Regions from separate parts of the Mus musculus genome. Here region 2 is linked to region 1. The links are chromatin contacts, called in public promoter capture Hi-C maps. All regions are on one chromosome and are shown on one strand. The core of a region is the stretch at or near the end of the contact, and the rest is flanking DNA. Distances in the headings are between cores, read along the strand shown.

What was found. Capture Hi-C pulls out chosen DNA fragments and counts their contacts.
Region 2: a contact with region 1 is called in a promoter capture Hi-C map of adipose tissue. The contact joins the promoter of Skp1 here to the promoter of N4bp3 in region 1. A contact is called at or near these places in 2 of 39 promoter capture datasets (liver and pre-B cells), 3 of 115 datasets of contacts at active chromatin or transcription factors (double positive thymocytes, embryonic stem cells and pro-B cells) and 3 of 9 other capture datasets (adipose tissue, liver and macrophages).

Annotation. Positions count from the first base shown.
Region 1 is chr11:51,646,096-51,653,162 of GRCm38.p6, reverse strand. It overlaps N4bp3 (NEDD4 binding protein 3), which reads left to right and starts at 2,090. Exons shown (of 5, transcript NM_145974.3): 1 at 2,090-2,485; 2 at 6,889-7,067. The coding sequence starts at 6,919. It overlaps D930048N14Rik (RIKEN cDNA D930048N14 gene), which reads right to left and starts at 2,209. Exons shown (of 4, transcript NR_027958.1): 1 at 1,950-2,209. It overlaps Gm30058 (a long non-coding RNA gene), which reads left to right. Exons shown (of 2, transcript XR_388627.1): 2 at 366-1,073.
Region 2 is chr11:52,228,705-52,235,039 of GRCm38.p6, reverse strand. Skp1 (S-phase kinase-associated protein 1) reads right to left here and starts at 3,045. Exons shown (of 6, transcript NM_011543.4): 1 at 2,922-3,045.

The DNA of each region.
Region 1 (7,067 bases), core at 841-3,340:
TCTCTCTCTCTCTCTCTCTCTCTCTCTCTCTCTCTCTCTCTCTCTCTCTCAGATAAACTCCTGATTTCCCTTCTCTCTCTCTCTCTCTCTCTCTCTCTCAATTTATATGAGTACACTGTAGCTGTCAGACATGCCAGAAGAGGGCATCAGATGTCCCATTACAGATGGTTGTGAGCCACCCTGTGGTTGCTGGGAATTGAACTCAGGACCTCTGGAAGAGCAGTCAGTGCTCTTTACGGCTGAGCCTCTCTCCAGTCTGATCTTCCTATTTTTCTAAACTCTAAATACTGGGATTACAAATGCCCTAACTCCACAAATACTTGGTAATTATTATTGTTGCTGTTATTCTTGTGTCTGTATTGCAGAGGCTCTGCAGGATGATCCATGAGGCAGTTCTGGGACAACACCTGTGTGCCACCTTTGGGGAACTCTCCAGGCCCTGGCCTCCCTTCAGAGCTCCTCTACATCTGAACATGTCCAGATTTCTCCAGCTCTGGGCCTCAGAACCATGAATACACCTCCCTGAGGAAACATTTGAATTCTGGGCTTCTGTCAGGCTACTTGCCCAGAGAGGCATTTCCTCAGGTCCCCAAGACCATACGTGTGCTCTTATGGTCAATGTTCATCTGTCTCAGGCAACCCCGCTCCCCCATATACCTGCAGTCCCTGCATGACTGAGATACCAAGTGCTGTGAATGAGGTTTCTTAAAGAGAAAAATCCATTGTTAACATTTGACTACGGTAGAAATAGAAAACAGAGGCGGCAAATCGGTACCTGCTGGGCCACAGTAATGTTTTGTTGTTTAAATGAAGTTGACTTGCCTGATACAAAATTATCCATTTTAACTTAAGGTACTGGGAATTGAACCCAGGGCCTCAAGCAGCCTCTGAGAGAATGCTCTCCTACTGAGTCACACCCCAGCCCTCTGTAAGACAATGTAAAAGGAAAGTGCTGTCACCACCACCTGATTCCAGGACAAAACCCGATAACTTGCAAGGATCATCCTCATTTCTCCCTCCCTGTGGCTTCTAGCACTAGCCTGCATTCTGTCCATAAAGGTTCACACATGGTCTCTGCTGGGTTTCTTTGACTTACCATCACTTGTTAGAGGTTTGAGTTGTAGCATGAAATGGCACTATGCCTTTTCTGTGGTAAGTAATATTCCACTGTATGGTTGGACCACACTGTTTATCCTTTCACTAATTGCTGGAGGGTTTGACCTGTGTCCTTCTTTTGACTGTTATACACAGGATTGCTATGATCATCTGAGTGCAAGCACTTGTTGGCATACCTGATTTCTTTAGTCATATACCCAGGAGTGGAAATGCTATCATGAATCTGTTTAACTTACTGGTTTGGTTTTTTTTTTTTATCTTAAAAACAACAACAACAAAATTACGTGTATGTGCCAGCGTGAGTAAATGTGCACCCAGTGCGAGTAATGCCCCCAGGGGCCGGGGGTGGGGGTGAGGGGGGGGGCGTTCCATACCCTGGAACTGGAGCTGCAAAGGATTGTGAGCAACCACGTGGTTGCTGGGAACCAAAACCGGGTCCTCTGCTAGAGCAGCAAGTACTCTTAACCACTGAACCATCTCTCCATACACAACCCTTACCACCCCACCCCACCCCACCCCACCCCACCCCACATCTATGTTTAACTTTTTAAGGAAGAAAAGGTGTTCCAACTTCTTACTCTTGAACGTGTCTGAGTGTCCAGCCTTCGGTTTCCGTCCCCGCTACTGGCTTACCCAACCCATATGACTCATTTACACTATCAGTCTGGCCCCTAAAGGCATCTGAACCTGCCGCCCCTAGAAGGCTGCACAGGTAAATCAACCTCCCTCCAAAATAAAAGTCCAGCGGCTAACTACTGTAGACGCCTACTACACCTCTTCGGCTCTTAGAGCGCGTCTTGGGTTTATTCTCAAACGAGGAAAGTGGCGCTTACCTGAGAAAGAGGCGGCAGAGACCTGACCAACCCATCCCAGCAAGCCAGTTTGGAAGCTGGTTCTGGAAGGAAACCGGGTGAGGCGGGCGAGGCCCGAGTTGGAGGAGGAGGAGAAGGAGGAGCAGCAAGCAGTGCGGCGCGCGCTCTAGAGCCTCGTCCGGGCTGGGGTCTGCAGAGCTGCTGCACGTGAGCGAGCGAACGAGCACGCATCGCGGTGGCCGCTGCACCATGCGCGGCTAGCGGTGGGGTCCCGGCCCCGCAGCACCCGCGAGCCCGGGCGGGGCTCAGGTCGCTCGGGGGCGGTGCCGGTTCCCGCCCCCCACATCCGGGGGCCGGGCTGGGCGCTGGGGCTCGCGCCGCGCGGGTGAGTCAGGCCGGGTTTTCCCTCCGTCTCTGGGGCCAGCGGACGAGTGTCGCCCAGTGCGTCCTTTGCCCGCCGATCCGGCTCCCGCGCGTTCCCGAAGAGCCTGGGAAGAGAAAGGTTCGAGACCGAGCTGGGGACTGCAGCGCGCCCTAGGATTCACGGAGCCAGCATGGTAAGTGGGTAGGGCGGGTCGCTGAGGTCGTTCTCGGACACCCGGCGGGGGTTGGCAGGATGCTGTGCGCGCCCCGGTGTCCTCTGCTCCCGCGCACGAGGCTGACCTGTAAATGCATTTTCCGTGGAGCATCGCCCCGATCCCCACGCCGCAGCTAGGAGGGGCAGGCGCCCTTGGCGCAGGAGTCTGACCTCGGCCTCCGCCCCCTGCACCAGCTCTAAGCAGGCCCCACAGACGGCGGGCGGGAGACGTGCACCCCACCCCGCCCCCTGGGTAGCTAGGAGGGCCTCCGGTAGTTCTGGGATCCCTTGCTTCCTCCACAGCCTTCCTGGGCGCAGTTCCACCGGGATGTCCAACCTGTCTTCTCTGCCGCCTTCCCGGGGACACCACTCACCTGCCCTCACCCTCAGGGTACCCTCTTCCTGCCTCAGCCCCCTACTGTGTCTGGTCCTCACCTGGGGACCTGCGAACAGGGGACGTCCCAAGGTCTGGGACTCTGTTCCAGTCCTGACTTTAGCCTTTGACAAAAGTAAGGACCAGGACTCTTAAGGTATCTCAGTATTAAGATGGGAGCTTGGGACATACCCAACCCAAAGATACAGATTGGGAATGGTTGTCCTTGGGCGGGAGCAGAGGCGGGAGGCCCTCCTGGACCTAGAGATGAGCCTCCTCCCAGGCTCTCACAAGCAGGGCTTCTCTGCCGACTGGCTGCGTGTGGGTGTGTATGTGCAAGACTGAATGAAAGCGACCAGCTAGTTCCCGACACCGCCTCTAGCAGTTTCCTGAGCTCAAGAGTCCCTAAACCTGCGCCACTTCCACTATTTCTTCTTCTTACCTCTTTCCCCAGGGCGGGCAGGAGGGATCTCTGGGAGGGGGGTTAAGTTCCATCCCTCTCAACCTTGCCCTTGGGAGAAACAAGCATGGGGGGCTGGGCAGGCTACGTAGACAGCAGAGTATACTAGTGGAAGGTGACCCCTAGCTGGGACAGCTGGGTGTAGTATAGAGGGCTTTACTGTGGGAATCCAGATTGGTCCTCAAAGCGGAGTCTTCTTTCAGCGTGTGATTCCTTCTTTCAAGCCTCAGTTTCCCTATGTGTAGATAGGGTCCTTTATGCCGTGCTCCACCGACTAGTGTGGAGACGATGTGACATTGTGAAATAGAAGAGCTCAGAAACACTGAAGCACTGGACATAGAGCAAAATGTGGATAATTCTGTCCAGGGGGTAGGGTATGCCAGCTGCCCCCATCGCCTCTCAGGCTGTCCCCATTTTTGGAGTTGGGACATTCCAGTGTCATTCCTCTGTGGCAGCTGCAGGCACACCCCTCAGAAAGGCTGATCCCCCCAGCAGGTGGTGTGACCCTCCCCTGGGGCACTCTGGTGGGACTAGTGGCAGTTCAGGTTGAACTGTAACTCCTGCCTCGGGGAGGATGAGGTGCCCTAACCTGAAGGAAATGCAGTGAAAGCTGCCTCCCATACTGCTGAACATGACCTTGGGCACCTCATTCCACCTCCTGGATGTGCTTTGAAGAGGCATCCAGGGTCTGGTGCTGGGGTGCCCCGCTGGGTACCTCTATTTGAGGCTTTCTGCACTGCTGGCTGATCCTGGGGCCAGAGGGAGACAGGAATGAAGGGGTACTGCTGTGGCTGGATGAGTAATGGTGTGTTCAGCTCCTTACAGAGCCCTGGGCATTAAGATAGACACCCTACTGTGGCAGCACAGCCCTAGCATTTGGTGGAACCCCCCCCCCACTCCCACTTTCTGTACTGCTCTGATCTCCCAGAGGTTATGAGGCTCTTGCTAGCTCTCTCCTACACACACACACACACACACACACACACACACATCACAGGCCAGAGAGCCTGCACAGCTGCCCTGGCCCAGGCAGGCAATCCCAAGGCTCCTAAGCAACGGAAAGGAAGGAATGTGTGTGTTGGGGGAGGGGCAGGGGTAGGTTGGGTTCTCTAGGAAAAGGGTTAGCCTCCAAACTAAGACCAGGGATGGCCTCAGCCCAGCAGGTCGAGCAGACAGTGCTACTGAGTGAGACCTGGTCTGGGTGGGTGACCTTGTATAAGCCATATTGTCCGTTGTTGGACAGGACTGTCCTCACTTTGGTCTCGTAACATACATTTGTCTACAGGACACTGTTTTCCGTATGAGGCCATTTGCATAGTTTGGCTCACGGCCACACTGGTTCATCCCTGAGACCTGAGACCCTTTTTGTGGGTACCACATAGTGTCAGTTGTTTCTCATGAGACTGCAAGCGAGTGACTGCACACAGGAAAGTGAGGGTCTGTGTGTTTGGGGTGCAATGGGTATATCTGACACTGTCCCCAGTGGGCATCCAGGACTTAACAGTTCACAAAGCCCTTTCTCCTCCGCGGCCTCTTTGTCAGTTATCCTGACAGAGATGACGGGGGTGGGGGGGGGGCCGAGGGGGGGGGGAGATGGCTGGAGACTAGATCTTGTTCCTTGAGGAGCAACTGAATATTTCACACGCGGTCATGTCTATCTAGCTCGTCAAGGTGAGGCAGTGTTGAATGGGGAGACAAGGTGACCAGGTCAAATTCTTTTGATTGTGGGTGACATCCTGAGTCCTCCTAGACACTTGGCAGTCCTGGTGGTGCTCGGATCCCGTGAGTCTTCATCATGACCAGTTCTGTGACCTTAGGTAGGTCATTCCATCTTTTTGAGCCTCCAAGGGCTTACCTTTTTTAGAGGGATACTGAGCTGGGGGGTGGCAGCACACGCCTTTAATCTCAGCACTCTGTCTCAAAACCCAAGATAAATAAATGAATTACATTTTAAAAGGAGAGCTATTGACGCCATATTCTCCTTGAGACTCCTGCAAAATGCCATGTTACTGAAAGAGCCCCAGCTCCAGTAGTCCCTATCTCTTGAGTTTACATAGCTTGTGATATCCCTAGAAGGGTCCGACTGTTCATATGGAGCTGGGCTGGGTGTTTAAACTAAGACTTGCACCCCACCTTGAGTGGTGTGTTTTTTAGGAGCAGAGCAGGCCATTACAGTTATTTATTGCCTAGGGTAGAGTTGGCTGTGGAGTGGGGGTGGGGACCAGGCTGCCCTCCCTCTCCCAGAGAGTCCTTTGTCTTTCACAAACACAAAACCTGGAAATGGTTGAGGATGGAGCCTCCTAACCACCATTGTTTGGGGTGGGAGTGGGTGTCCCGGAAGCTCATTGGGTGGGTGGCGGTGGGTACTCCCAGATGCAGCCTGCCTGCCAGACATCTGCCTGGCACTGGGAGCAGCTGTGTGTGGGTGGATGGGAAGCATATAAGGTGCCATTCACTGCTGGTTGTTTGCACCTACCGTGTGCTGGGCAGTGGGTGTGGCACACACACCCGCCTCCTGAGAGTTAGGCCCCAGAACATGTGGGAGACAGTTCAGAAGCCTGGTCCCGTGGTGTGGAGCTGAAGTGTGTAGTGAAGCTCAGCCTTGGTGTTCTGTGCTGACTGTGGCTTCAGGCCAGTCCTGGTCACATTATCTTACCCCGTGCTCTCCGGCATCTCTACATGATAAATGCTGACTATCGTAGCTTTTCTGCTCCTGAAGTAGGCACGGCTCACATGGGCTAGGCATGGCTAAGGTCACAAGCTGCTAGCTGCCAGCCCCGGTTCTGTGAGCCTGGCTGGTGGCACCTAACAACAGAACACAGCGACATTATAAAGTCTGTCTGCCTCTCTTCCCTCTGCCGCCGTCACTGCCTAGACCTGGACACCTGTTCCGGAAACAGAGGCCATTGTTCCTCCCCTTAGGCCCTTCCTGTGTGTATCACCATCCTTCCTCCCCTTGGGCCCTTCCTGTTTGTATCCCTCCCACTGTATCCCGCCTGCCCCCAACCTCACCCACTCCAGATGTTTCCCTGGGGGACCTCTGACCCTTTGAGGGAAGAGGGGTTTCCCACCTAGAGAAGCCAGAAGGACAGACCTGCGTTCTGGTTCTCAGTTCTTGTTCCTTCCCCACCCCCCAAATTTGATTTAGAGCCCATCAGAAGTAAGCAAGGTCATGGGTCAGACAAAACCTGAGCCACCCTCTGCCCTTTGCTGGCTCGTTTCTAGGAAGAAGGCCCTTGCCCTACAACTTGAGGGCCTCACCTTCCTGCCTTGCCTCTGCATTCCGCTTCAGACCCCTGTCTGGGAGCTGTGCCTTTAGGTGTTCCCGTGGAAGTCCCATTTCCTTTGCTTTAGACTCAGTCTGACAGTAGTCAGTGTACCCTTTCCATCGCTTGCCATCCTGTGACTCCCATTCTGTTCACACATATCTGCTTCTGACAGGCCTGGGCAGAGCGAGTTGCTTACAGATGGCAAGTGTCTGGTTTTAGTGCATCTGGGAACTCGGGTACTGAGTGCCCACCTGCCACTAATGGAGCCTTCTGATTCCCAGAATCAGCTGCCCGAGCCCTGTTGAACCTTCATGGCCACAACCTCAGGCCCTGCTGGCATTGCCATGGGCAGCGTAGGTAGCCTGTTGGAACGGCAAGACTTTTCCCCTGAAGAACTTCGGGCCGCACTGGCTGGCTCCCGGGGCTCCCGGCAGCCCGATGGGCTCCTCCGGAAAGGCTT
Region 2 (6,335 bases), core at 1,796-4,295, 580 kb before region 1:
GACTTCTATAAATTGAGGCCAGCCTGGTCTACAGAGAAAGTTCCAGGACAGCCAAGGCTGCACAGAGAAACTCTAACAAAACAAACAAAAAACTCTTCTAAAATGCATTTAGAGCCAGGAGTGGTGGCACAGGCCTTTAATCCCAGCTCTTAGAAGGCAGAGGCAGACAGAGGCCAGCATGGTCTAAATAGCTACATACAGGATAGCCAGGACTACACAGACAGACCTTGTCTCCACAAAAGCAAACTACAAAAATGCATTTAAGTCATAGTGGCAGGCACCTATAAAGCCAGTACTTGAGACACAGGAATTCAGACATCAGGCACACAGCCAAGTTCAAATCCAGCCTAGGTTATGTAAGAATCTGTCTCCAAAAACAAAAACACCCACCAAATATAAATTAATTTAAAATGGCATGGTAGTAGTGTATGCCTTTAATTCCAGCACTTGGGAGTCAAGACACAGGTGCATCTCTTTGAGTTCAAGGCCAGTCTACAGAGTGAGTTCCAGGACAGCCAGGGCTATACAGAGAAAAGTCCTGTAATGCCCAGCTTTTAGATGCCCGAGTGAGGATCATAATTTCAAGGACTAAGTAACATAATGAGGTCAAGCCAGCTTTGGTGGAACTCAGTAAGAGTCTGCTTAAAATGAAATACAAAAGAGGCTGGAGATATAGCTCCTTAGTATAATGCCTAACACGTATAAAGCTCTATTTCAATCTGCAACACCGCCCTCTCCCCCTCTCCCCAAAAGGTGAGCCAAGCAAGTACATCCCATAATCCCAACAGTTTGCCAAATAGAAGGATCAGGAGTTTATGACCATCTTCTTGACACATAGGAAAATAAATTTAAGGTTAGCCTGGTTTTCTTGGCCCCGTCTCAAAAACTAAACTCAACAAATCCCCCCAAAAACAAAAATCCAAAACCTTATCAACTGAGATATAAAATGAGTCATCAGGGAAAAAAAAAAAGCCAAATAAAAACAAATCAGTATTAATACTAAAAGCTCTAAGCCAGCAATTTCTTATCATCAGATTTCCCCCTCATCCCTTCAAAAGAGGATTAATTCAAGACCTCTTTAAAATTCACAAGCAACTTTTTTTCTGATAGTTTTTGTTTTGTTTTTTGAGATAGGGTTCCTCTGTATTACCCTGGCTGTCCTGGAACTTAAGACTAGTCTTGAACTCAGCCATAAACCTGCCGCTGCCTCCAGTGCTGGGACTAAAGGTGGGCACCAAAATCCCTACCTCACATGCAACTAGGCAGGTCTGTGCTTCTAAGGAAGATACAAGCCTTCAATGTTACTCTAAAGGTACTTCTTAAGCATTTCTGGATCTGAGTTGTATTACTAACGCGATTTTTCACAAAAGTACAGGGTTTAGCATTTAAAATAACTACTACACCTATTTTAGGGTCAAACACTTAAGACTCAGCACATCTCCTAAAATATTCATTCAGCTTTCTGAGACACTTGTCCCCAATTCCTCAAGTAAACAAGCTTCAAGAAAGGGGGTTGGGAGAGGTAAAGCTTGTTTTACAATCATCCATTGAAATACCCAGCTCCCACTCATCCATGGTTGAAGAGACTCAAGAGTTCACTTTTCAACTAACAAACATGTCTGCAGAACAGAGAAGTCAGAGCAGCAGACCCTCCCTATGATAAGGCAACAATAAAAGTTAAAATAGGCCAGTTTTTAATAGCAAGACACTGTGTTCTTTTTATGATCTCTAGTACTACAATGAGCATTCCAGAACAAGTCTATGTAGTTGATAAAATTATTTTAAAAGACCACCCCGTATTTCCTTGAAATAATTCACAATAAATAAAGATGTGCTTAGTCATAGTCAAATTTAGGTATTAGGTTACTTGCAAGGGAGCCAGGATCTTATTAAATGACAGGGAGGCAATCGGTTAATCTGTAATTCAACGCACTCTGTAATCCTAGACTTCACTTTTGTTGTTGTGTTGGAATTAAGTGCAAAATTTTTAAGTAATAATGTATGAGGTTTCGATTTGATATGCTTTCAAAAAACCCTTCTTCAGTTCTCTAAGCTCCTAGACTTGGAAATTAATCATCCAAGTCTAGCATGAGAATTCTAGTATACCAGACTTTAAAAACAAACCTGTTTTAAGTGACTCGAAATTCTGACACTTGTTACTACACTGCAGGACGGAAGAGACTGCATTGTTCTATGCCACAATACAGTCTACTGTAACATTCTGCTGAAAAACTGAGTCTCCAAACCTGAGGACTCCGTGAAAAAGTGAACCAGAAGGCAGGTTTTAGCACTATCCCTTAAAAAACCCAAACACCTCAGGTTTTAGCGTCAAATGCCACACACCTCAGACGACAGTGTCTATTACAGTAACAAGTTCAGAGACTGCAGAACGTGACAAAACGCAAAGAAACATTGGGAGTCTGTTACCTGCATATTCGGTGGTTAAAAAGGTGAGACCAATAAGGAGCTAATTGACGCCAGATACAGGAGAAAAGGGAGGGAGCCAAGAATCAAATGGCAACGACAGCCACCACCTGGAACGGCCCAGGACCCCTACTCAAAGCCTCGCTGCCCACCCGGCCTGGAGCGCGGAGCAGCAAGCCTGTCGCTAAGGCAGGCCCGGTACGAAGCCTGGGCCTTCCAGTCGCGTTTGGGGCCGACTGACGTCGCCTGCAAAGCGGCAGGCCTGCCACAGGGCTCGACTCTCTTCCCTGAGCGAGCGCCGAAAGGATGGGAGACCCTTGAAGGCCTGACTCGGCCTCCTCGTGCCTCCCGCGGTCCGGGGGTCTGCAACGGGCCGCACGGCGCCTCAGGATACGAGGCCAGGTCGCCTCGCCGCCTCGTGCACTCCACAGCCAACGCGAGGCTCCCACCCAGCCCCTCCCTCGAGGAACGTGTCCGGCTCGCGGGTTGCTACTCACGGTGCTCCGTCTCAAGACCGCAGGCCCGAGGCTGCCGGACAGAGTTCACAACCACAACGAAGTATCGAGAACAAGGCCACTCGAGCGGCGCCGCGCGGCGTCGCCTTTTATAGCAGCGGGACGCAGGCGCCGAGGACCCCGAGCCCGTGACGTCACACAGCCGGCCGGGCTGGCCGTTGAGATCGCCTGACGGCAGTCGAAACACAGGCGGCAGACCCTGAGCGCCGCAGAGGTCTCCTGGAGAGGTGCTGAGCGGCGGCGGGTGGAGGGGTGGCTGGGCAAGAGAGGGACGTCCTCCTTACTCCGCTGGCCTAAACAGCGCCATGCTCTCCTTCAAAGCGGACTCCGGCACCGGCTGGGAAACCATCTCGACCCGAAGGGTCTTTCAGGCATGGGCTGTCTTAAACGGCTTGAAAGACCCCAGTCCTGGAAAAGCCTGGAAACAACAAACCGCAAAACCGGTTGTGGGTGTGTGTTTTCCTTAAAGGAGTCGCCTCAGCCTGACCACCGTTACTCTCCTAATAACCTAAGGAAATAGAATTGAGTTTGCTGACCAGGGGTTCAGGAGTTGAACCTTCTCTACTGATACTGAATTAAATATATATATATATATACATGTATGCCATGTTGAGACAAAGGTGTTTCTTTAACCTAGGCGGCTTAGAATTCTTAAATACTCCTGACATGGTACACCTGCTTATTTGATTTTTAAAGTTTTATTTTCTTTGCATTTTAAGACGGGACCCTGTTTGGCACAGAGTAGCTGTAAATTCAGTATGTTGACCAGGTTGGTCTAAAATTCATGATCTCCTTCCACCTGCGCTGGGGTCACAGGCATTTTCACCACATATATACTTGCCTGAAACTCTTGTTGTTTTGTTTTGAGACAGGGTCTTACTATATAAGGCTTGGAGCTCGCTATTTAAACTCAGATCTGTCTGCCTCCCAATAGCCAGCTTGGAGATTCGAGGCTAGGACCACCCTGTTGGCTAATCTTCACCTTTATTTCCTACCTTTGAACTTTGAAGAGGCTTCCAGGCCCCCAAATAGCCATTGTTGGAGTGAAGCGCCAAGCCTGGAGAGAGTCAATGTGAATGTAGCATGGAGGTTACATTCTTTGGGTAACCATGCTCTAGGCCAATCTGTGAGGCCAGTGCTGGGGATCCATCCAGCAATGAACGGGGACAGTCAGGCTCAACCTGAACAGGCTATGCTGTACAGGCGGCTCAAAGAAGGCTGTGATAAGGTCGCTAGAATGAAACAGCTTTGAAGTAAAGGGAGAGGCCTGAAAGCACCCATCTGGCCTCAGCCCAGCCAGGAAGAGGGCAATTGCCTGCCCTGCCCTGCCCTGCCCTGCTGTGTCTAGGGAGCATCACTAGCCCCACCAAGGCGCCAGGCTCACCTAACCAGTGAGCACATGATTGGTATTCCTGGCACCACGAAGACAAAAGACTTTTCCACACAGGGCCTCCTAAAGAAACCAGAGACTACAGCTTCTCTAGGACAAGACTGGGCAGAGAGACCAAGCAATGGGTTGAATTACCAGGTCTTTGTCTGCTGGTATCCAATGTCTGCCAGGTGCCAGAGTCGATGACAGAAGATGAAAGACCCACAGTTCTCAGGCTTTTTATCTGCAGCGCTGCCTGCCCTTCACAGCTCCGGCTTCGGGCCTCCTAGGGAAGGCCCACTAGAGAGCCTTTTCCTCCACGTGCCATAAACTCGGTGGGCTCCTTAAACAGTCCTGGGTCATACAGCGAGCCTAAGAAGCCAGCACACTGCATGGCACAAAGTATATGGTTTTCCCCAGAGGTCTGAGAGCCTCCAGTAACGGAATTAACAAATGCTTAGAGCAGAAAATGGAGATTTGGGTGCTGGAACAAAGCTTAGCGTGCCCAGGCCCCTGAGTTCAATCCTTGCCATGCTCAGACTATTTAAGGTGCACGATAGTTCACAAAAGATGCACAAGAAATCCTTTGCCTAAAGAAATGGAACTAGCAGCTGGGGCAAACGTAGGGTGATTGATATATATATATATATTCCCACCATTTGGATATGGGTTCATAAGCGTGTATTATATATCAATTTTCTACCTGTAATGGATTGGATGCAGGACTACAACTCTTTTGCAAGTCTATTTATTTTCTGGGTCTGGGGATGTAGTTCAGTTGGCAGTGTGTATGCCTAGCATATGTGAGGCCATGGGTTTGATTTCCAACACCCCCACAAACTGCATGATGGCACAGGTCTGTAACTCCAGCACTCAGGAGACAGAAGCAGGAGAATCCGAAGTTCAAGGGCATCCTCTACACATAGTGAGTTCAAGAATAGCCTGGTCTACATAATTTTGGGTCAGCTAAGGCTATAAAGCAAGAACCTAAATCAAAAAAAGAATTTTTTAGTGGATAATACAATAATTAATTGGTACCACTCAAGAAAAGGCAGCTAAGCCAGGCGGTGGTGGCACAAGCCTTTCCCAGCACTTGGGAGGCAGAGGCAGACAGATTTCTGAGTTCGAGGCCAGCCTGGTCTACAGAGTAAGTTCCAGGATAGCCAGGGCTACACAGAGAAATCCTGTCTCAAAAAAAACAAAACAAACAAACAAACAAAAAAACAAAAACGAAAAACAAAACAAAAAGAAAAAGAAAAGGCAGCTGAGTCCATTTTCAGTGTAATGAATCTAACCCGTGAGCAGGTTTTTCTGCCTTTTAAACTATCCAAGGTGATTCTTAAGCTTAGAGTAATTGGAGAAACTTCTGGGGTAGGGCCTCAGTGCTAATGCATTGCCAGGAAGGAGCAGTATTTATCAGAAAAGACTGGAGTAGTGCCACACTTTTTTAATCAACTCCACTTTACCCGGAAACCTCTGTCTAAGAGCCAAGATGGCTGCAGGATTGCAGAGAATAAGCTAGGAGGAGTGCATCTCCATGCAGTTTATTAATAATTGTCAGTCTAGATCTGAAAGGACTGGCTTTACAGAGTCCTCTTGTGTGTGTGTGTGTGTGAGTGAGAGAGAGAGAGAGAGAGATCATCCCAAAGCTGTGCCATCCTTCATTCTCGCTGAAATAAAAAACCGGGACCTTAGCCTTGCCCCTCCCCAGTCCCTCCAGTGCTCCAGACAAGTTCTGATGTACACCTGTTTCCCAGCATACAGCCTCTAGGCAAAGCGAAAGCCTGGGCGGCAGGCAGAGCCCTTGGGAAAAAGCAGTTGTTTTGATTGTTATTTCTGGAGATGATTGGCCTTAGTGAGTCAGTCTCTACTGCGGGCAAATGTCCATACAAAGATTCCCATGAGGACCAGCCTTCACAATGGCTTTAAAACAGGATTTGGGGGCTGCAGAGATGCCAGCATTTAAGAGCACTTGCTGCTCTTGCAGGTGGACCAGAGCTCTGTTCCCAGCACCCGTGTAAGGTATA